2 separate regions of the Mus musculus genome follow, and region 1 is linked to region 2. Evidence: chromatin contacts called from public Micro-C data. All regions are on one chromosome and are shown on one strand. Each heading gives the region's core, a stretch centred on a gene start, on an enhancer-like site or on the middle of the called end of the contact. The rest is flanking DNA. Distances are from core to core; before and after follow the strand shown.

Region 1 (4,074 bases), core at 544-3,043, 160 kb after region 2:
GGACATGTTCCTGGAGATCCAATGTTGGACACGGGCACTCTGGGGTTAACAGAGGAAGTACGTAAGCTCTTTTCATTTCTTCAAAAGACCAGTTTCACTTATGTGTATCATGTTTCTAAAAATTCTGTTAAAATAACAATTGATTTTGTTGACTGTGGTGTGACAACACACCTGTAATTCCAAAAGTCAGGAGGTAGAAGCACAAGAGTCTTCAAGGTTACCCTTGGCTGCTTTGGCTACCTGTCAAGTTTCAGGCAAGTTTGGGAAATAATAATGGTAAGTGATAAAAATCATCAATAATATATAATATAATATAATATAATATAATATAATATAATATAATATATGATAAATAATGAAGTTTTAATGAATTATTGGGAATGTTATCCTCTTTGGCATTGGGTAGTCTGGGTGTAAAATAACCATCATGGCTTTGGGTAGGTTGATTAACCCCTTTGTCTTGAAAAGCCCATATCTGAATATGTGTAGATTGATGAATTGTGAGGACTGAAATGAATTATTTCATAGTACAAGGGAGATTTTTTTTTTTTAGTGGTGGTAACTTTAGCTGTCTCAGAAGTTTCAAGCCTTTTAGCCAATCTCCACACAGTAGCTTTAAAAATAATTTCCAAGATGATGGTCCTTCTAGGCTTTACACAACAGGGCCCGATGCTGTGTTCACTTCCAGGCTGAACTCATGGAAACTTTTGGTTCCAAATAGAGGAAGTCATAGCAACAACAGCGATTCATCTTCCGGCTTTCATCAGCTCCTCATGGCCTCGCTGTCATCGTCATCTGAGCTAAAAACAATTCAACCAAGGGAAAGGTAAACAGGAGCCCTTCCATTTTGCAAATGAACGAGTGGAAGTGTAGGGACATGAAGCCCTTAACTAAAAAGTACCCATTACTCATGTCCTCATCTTTCTGTGCACTATGTGTCTTAGTTTTAAAGCTGGTCTCAATCTTCTATTTTACATAGGATGTTTCACCCTGTATTGATACAGATCGAAAGGACACTTACATCAATCTAAACTCACTCACCCCAGCACAATCTGCGAAGCATCTTTAAATTTTCCGTTAGGGTAGCCCTTGCCATACTCCTCTATCCTGCAGCATCTCTATGCATTAATGGGTCCCTGTGCCTTATACCCCTGTGTATAAGTGTTGAGAAATATTCTGCTTCATCTTGCAGCTCTTGGGTAGATCACTTAGCTGGAAATTATGATAATTTGGGAGTTAGTAATTTTCTTGCCATATTCTTTTCAAGCTAGCTTCTTCTTCCCCTGCTTATCACTTCACTTTCCTTCTTCCACATACACATCCTAACAGCTTCAGGATGACCTTCCCATTCTCTCCTGTGACACCAGTGTCAAATATGTTTGGGGCATGTTCTTTCTGGCAGTAGAATGGAAAAAAAAGTATACAATATGAGTTTTCTCCATCCCCTACCTGAGAAAGATAATTATCATGAAGCTGACAATGACGGGACCAAGGTGATTCAGACTAATTCAGACATTATGGTAAGCCTACACATGTTGGTATACTTTGGATAAAGGTGAATGGTGTGAGAAATACAGCAATCAATTGCAAAGCCATTCCTCTAAGAATGACTCTAGGTGAAGTTGAGAAAAGCTATTTATAGTCATGGAGAACACTTGGTTATCAAAGGCAAAAGGAATGTGGCATTTCATAAAAAAAATATTGTTTTAGGCAAAAGAGAGGAGACACAGGGAAGGCTAGCTGAGGCGGTGTCATGCAAGGGGCTAATAGAGGCTACAATCCGAGTGGAGAGTGACAGAGGGTTGTGAAGAATTTGGAAATGCTGGAAACTTGGACATCACAAGATGGGGAGGGTTCAGTAGTGTGGCGTGGTGTGGTTAGAACTAAAGTTTGGAAGCAACGCTGGCACACAATTTGTGCATTGGCATGCTGGAAACAATGGATGGAAGAATCCGTGAGATGAAAGGAAGCAAAATTGAGTCATAGTCACCCATTCCAAATTTTCACCACTGAGGGAACTGGGCAAAGAGTGCAACTCATGACTGGATATGCTCACTGAAAGTGGAACCCCTTTCTTCTAGTTCCTGTTTAAAAATATAAACTGCATGCAAATTCAAATTAAAAAAAAAGAACCTTCCTTTGTCACGTTGAGAAACTGTGTTTTCTTTGTTGTTTTGTGACTCACCTCGGGACTATTCATACAAGAATGCTATTTGTAGGGATGGGCAGACCTGTTTGGGGGGGGGGAACAAGAACCTCTCTGGAATGTTCACCCACTCTTGGAACCATAGTTGTTGTTCTTTCTTTCTTTCTTTCTTTCTTTCTTTCTTTCTTTCTTTCTTTCTTTCTTTCTTTCTTTCTTTCTTTCTTCCTTTCCTTACAAAGTTCTCTGTTCATTTTAAAGTACTTGGCCAAGATTGGAAGAGGAAAAAACATCTCGGATATCATAGCATCCTGGGCTGTAATGCACAAAGCATCTTGGAATAGCCCTGCAAGGAGCAAAAGTAGTGGCTTAATCATCTTAATTCAAACCTTATTCATGCGGGTGCAGAGAGAGAGGTAAGCTTAAGGAAAATGTAGGGTGATGGGTCATTACAAATGGCAAGTGCTAGCCCAGGAATTAAGATAGCTTGGGCAGTTTAAATTTTGTAGAAGCTAGACAATTCAAAAGAAGTCAGTGGAGAGAAGCTGGAGGTAACTGGATCTCAAATCAAGACAAAGGATTAAAGGTGAGATCTTTAAGTAGAGTTTTTCCTATACAAAGTTTACTCATAAAGAATGAAATGTACTAGCTAGGGTCCCACCTCAAAATATAAACTTCTCAATAACCTCAAGATCTACTTTCAAGAATTTAGATTAGATAAATTAAAAAAAAGGCAACTTTCTAGGATTACATATATTTTTCATAGGATTGATAGTCTTACTTTTTTATAGTCTTTTCCCTTTGTTTTGGCAGGGAGGGGTTTAGTAAGGAGATGTTGATATCGGAGCAATTAACCCTGACAAAACTTATGGAAAGTTGCATTAAAACTTTTTAAACGTAAGCATTCAGGGATGTCTTTTGACATTTTTGTTCATTTTCCATGCCAAGGGAGAGTTTGAGGACATGGTAGTGATTTGAAAATAAAAACTGATAGAAGGGGCATAGTGTGTGTGTGTGTGTGTGTGTGTGTGTGTGAGAGAGAGAGAGAGAGAGAGAGAGAGAGAAAGAGAGAGAGGAGAGAGGGAAGAGGAGAGAGGGGAGAGGGGAGAGGGGAGAGGGAAGAGGGGAGAGGGGAGAGGGGAGAGGGGAGAGAGAAGATTAAGAAAGATAATGGCTAATCTATGGCTAATCTTGGTTGTTGAGAAGATGGTACCTCAGTTGAAGATTGCCTCTATCAGATTGGCTTGGCTTGTGGGCATATCTTTGGGAATCTTGTGCATTTTCTTGATTCCTTGTTGATGTTAGAAAGCCCTGTCCATGGTAGGCAGAAGTAGTCCTAGGTGGGTGAGCCTGGAAGAAAGCCAGGAAGCATTTTTCTCTATAGCCTTTACTTCAGTTTCCACTATAAGGTTCCTGTGTTGAGTTACTGCCCTGACTTTCCTCAGTGATGGATGTAGAAATGCAAGTTGAAATTAAGCGTTGTTATCCTTATTTTTCTTTGGGTTGGAATGTTTCATCACAATATTGTTGGTATCAAGGGGGATCATGCACTAGTAGTATAGTAGTTGGGGGTGGGAACTGCACCCTCATGAGGTAGTTAGCATTTAAAAGATATCAAAGTACTTTTAACTTCTCTGCTCTATTTTAATCTTGGAGCATTTTATTTTTTTTATAAAGCAGTCTCACTTAAAGAATGTAAACAAGGCAATGCTTAACCTTTCCTACTTCCTTCTGAGAACACCTGTCAAATATGCTTTGTCTTATGTAGTCTAACAAGCAAACTGCATTTGTCAATGCTTTATGGTTGTGATGTACATGAGCATTTTGCACAGTATGACTGCAATGATCTAATTCATGTATATTTACATGGCATACAAAGAGTTAGCTTTAGACACTACCTGGGAAACACCTTGAAGGGATACCTAGACATC
Region 2 (3,842 bases), core at 218-2,717:
GGCAATATAATATGCTGATGTAAGTGAGGGTAGCGAAGAGTTAGAAGTTTAAAAAGATTTATTTTTATTCTATGTGTGTGGATATTTTGGTTTGCATGTGTATTTGTGCACCATGTGCATGAAGTTCCCAAAGAGGCCAGAAGAGGGCTTCAGATCCCCCTGGGCTGGAAATAGAGTTGTTTATAAACCACCAGCTAGGCTCTGAGTCCTCTGCAAAAGCAGCCGGAGCTCATAATCACTTAGCTACCCAATTCTCCAGGGCTGCAAAGAGTAAAATGTGATAAAAGAGGATTAAAAAAAAAAAGAACCCTGGAAAACCAGGATGTATTTTCAAATATTTATTATTGTTTCATATTTATCTCTTAAAATGTTTATGTTTGTCATAGTTTTGGGAAACTTTTGTATTAATGTTGTGTACGGTTTAGGAGTGGTTTGGATGTGAATAAGCCTTAATTGCTTGCACAACGGAGGCTGGGAAACCATTTAAATTCATTGACTTTATTTTAAACTTCCTAGTTAAAAAAAATAGAAATTTCGTGGAAATTTCCATGTGTATTTTGATCAATTCACATAATTAGTAGTAGTTTTATTCTTTTTTGGCTCTTCTTCCCCTCCCCCGATCAATTTCTCAGTTACAGTCGCAAACGCTAACATTTCCTCAGTGCTGAGAAATGAGCTCTTTTAAACTGACGCCTAGATTCTCATAGTCGGCCTCTTCCTTTCTAAAGGCAGACTATCTTAACTGTTTATTCAGCACGTCTATGCCATCTGAATCCTCTTAAATAGCAGGGAACACAACGAAATATTTAAAATTCTCCGTTTTCCAAATAAGGCCATATTTATGTGGACAACGTGACAAACTCGTTATTCTTTGAGGTTACTGGCATATATGATACTACATTTTGGAGAAATGAAGCGTCATTTTAGTTTGGGAGTTTCCATCAGAAAGCCTCTTTCAAATGCAGTTAAGAGTTTAGTCTTATGAAATTATTTGAGCATTACAGTGCTCAGTGTGATCGTGTGGTCGTGCATATACACATTTTCCATCAGTGATAACGTTGAACAGAGTGTGTTGACTAGGAGGTGTTTCAATTGGAAAATTTCCGTCCGATTTAAAGTGACCACAAGGGGGCAGCAAAACACACTGGATTCTCTATGTGTCGCGGCAAGGGCAAGAAATTTCCTAGGTAAAGTCAGGCTAAGAAGGCAAATGAAAGACCCGTGAGCCATCCTTAAACGCGGGCATTTCTAGCCAAACAGTGGGTCTGGTTGGGGTGTGTGCGCGCACGCGCTTTGTATCCTAAGGCAACTGAGTCTAGGAGACACGAGCTTTTCAAGTGTCTTTAGAAGAAATAGTGAGGGCTAGAGGTATGGCCAGTGGTTGCTTGCATTAACTAGCCTTTCAGACTCTATTCCTAGCATTCACGTGGAGGCTCACAAATATCTAGAACTCCAGTTTGGGAGGGTCTGATATCCTCTTCTGGCTTCCTCTGGAACCAGGAGTGTGTGCTTGGTACACCTACAATGCATGCAGAAAACCAGTCACGCTCGCAAAATAAAAATAAAATTTTAAAAGAAAGACCACTAGGGATCTATACCCAAGGAGGGCACAAACCTGATATTTATCATTCTATTTTCTAGTGGATCAAATTTTGAGCCCCTCTTCTTCCTCCTCCCGTTAGAATTTCAGTATATTTACTGGAAAATAATAACAGGGTCAAGTCAATCAGATTTAACGTTTGAAAAACAGGAAACAGACTTGAGTAAGACGCTGCAGTTGCTCACGAATCATGGCTACGGGACACTTTTAAAGAGGAAGTATTACAAAAGTGCTGATAGAGTCCAGGGTACTGGACGACTTAGACACTTCTGTCGGACGTTCTGGCTGTGGGATGCACAGTCTTGAGTGTCTCTTTATCTCTTAGGTGACTTAGCTGTTCACAGGGAAGCCGGGAAGGATGCAATAGGCTGTTTTTACGTCAACTGAAGTAATTAGTTCACCACCTACTTAGCTCAATGTCTTCCTTAAGATAAGACTTCAGCAAACATGGCAGCCATAAAACTGTTACAATAACTGATTGGCATGGGATAGTCTCAGTCATTATTTCTTAGTGACTAGTTGGGTGATTTCATTTAATCTTCATATCCAGCATGAGTTTTTTCTTTCTCTTCTCTTCTCTTCTCTTCTCTTCTCTTCTCTTCTCTTCTCTCTCTCTTTCCCTTCCCTTCCCTTCCCTTCCCTTCCCTTCCCTTCCCTCCCCTCCCCTCCCCTCCCCTCCCCTCCCCTCCCCTCCCCTCTTTTTTCTTTCTTTTCTTTTCTTTTCTTTTCTTTACTTTTCTTTTCTTTTCCTTTCTTTTCTTTTCTTTCTATTGGATAGTTTCTTTGTTTACATTTCAAATATTTTCTCCTTTCCAGGTCTCCTCTTTGGAACCCCCCTATCCCATCTCCCCCCCCCCCCAACTGCCTCTATGAGGGTGCTCTCCCACCCACCCACCCACCTATCCACTTTTGTCTTCCCTCCCTGGCATTCTCCTACATTGGGGCATTGAACACCCTCAGGCCCAAGGGCCACTCCTCCCACTGATGTCCAACAAGGCCATCCTCTGCCACATATGCTGCTGGAACCATGGGTCCCTCCATGTGTACTCTTTGCTTGGTGGTCCAGTCCCCACCCCCCTCCAGCTGTAGGGGGTTTGGCCGGTTGACACTGTTGCTCCCTCCATGGGGCTGCAAACCCCCTCAGCTCCTTCAGTCCCTTCTCTAACTCCTCCATTGGGGACCCCACACTCAGTCCAATGTGTGGCTTTGAGCATCCACCTCTATATTTGTCAGGCTCTAGCAGAGCCTCTCAGGAGACAGCTATATCAGGCTCCTGTCAGTAAGTACTTGTTGGCATCCACAAGAGTGTCTGGTTTAGTGACTGTATATGGGATGGATCCCCAGGTGAGGCGGTCTCTGGATGGCCTTTCCTTCAGTCTCTGCTCCACACTTTGTCTCCATATTTCCTCCTGTGAGTATTTTGTTTATCCACATTTTGGTCTTCCATCTTCTTGGGCTTCATTTTCTTTCTTTCGTTTTTATTTTAAATTTCTATCCCCTTTTATAGATAGGAACATCGAAGTTCAAAAAGGCTGGTAACTTGGTTAATACAAATTAATCGAAACATCTGTGATTTGAACCTGTGGATTTCCGCCAGCTGCTGTGCTTTCAACCACATTGAGTATATAGCCTACTATTTGCCTCCCTTTCCTCAGCATACACACTTCTGAAAACTTCTAATATCATTTGAATCTGCTGGTGAGTCTTAAAAGACAACTCTGCAGTTTGATAAGGATGGCAGTGGACACAATCAAATGGCGTTTCCTACATTCCTACCAAACTCAATAGAGGATGTGGGGAGGAAAGAGATGCGCTTTCTGCCAACTGGGAGGAAGCAGGAACTATTTGAGTGTTCCAATCCTAAACTAGCCTCTACCGGAAAACCTACCACAGGCGGTACTTTATGCATGGATAAGCCTCTTCAAGTCGACACCTCCTCCCATCCCCTCTACCTGACCCCAGGAGTCCTTGTCCACAGGAAGAAGAGATTGTCAGAGAGACCAGACTCGTCCTCAGTGAAGACATTAAATGGGAGTCTAGAATCAACGTGTGTTCCTGAGGTCTTTGTGTCTGCACAATAGACGCAAAGAGCTTGCTTCACCCAGTCTTCCCCAATGTAGTGTGATGTGAATGTCTTCTCTTTGTTAAAGGAGGCAAAAGCTGACTGGATGCTGAGCTCTTGGGATCCACCTACCCCTAGCCCCACTCCTGTGGCGGTGCTTGGCTTTTGGATGTGAAATTG

Evidence for each region. A called contact is a pair of places that touch in the nucleus more often than the background predicts.
Region 1: a Micro-C map of macrophages shows a contact between it and region 2, with 7 times the contacts expected there. The contact joins two enhancer-like sites. A contact is called at or near these places in 3 of 484 Hi-C or Micro-C datasets (bone marrow-derived macrophages, macrophages and nephron progenitors).

Annotation. Positions count from the first base shown.
Region 1 is chr11:110,696,513-110,700,586 of GRCm38.p6, forward strand. No RefSeq gene overlaps it. Among named protein-coding and RNA genes, the nearest start is that of Gm46300, 150 kb to the left of the region's middle. Within about 2 kb of position 1,794, at least 36 of the 459 cell types and tissues checked have an H3K27ac peak or open chromatin away from gene starts, as enhancers often do. A contact at or near this core is called in bone marrow-derived macrophages and macrophages, where this site is marked.
Region 2 is chr11:110,536,589-110,540,430 of GRCm38.p6, forward strand. All of the region lies in intron 2 of Gm11682 (predicted gene 11682), which reads left to right. Among named protein-coding and RNA genes, the nearest start is that of Gm11682, 4.8 kb to the left of the region's middle. Within about 2 kb of position 1,468, at least 40 of the 459 cell types and tissues checked have an H3K27ac peak or open chromatin away from gene starts, as enhancers often do. A contact at or near this core is called in bone marrow-derived macrophages and macrophages, where this site is marked.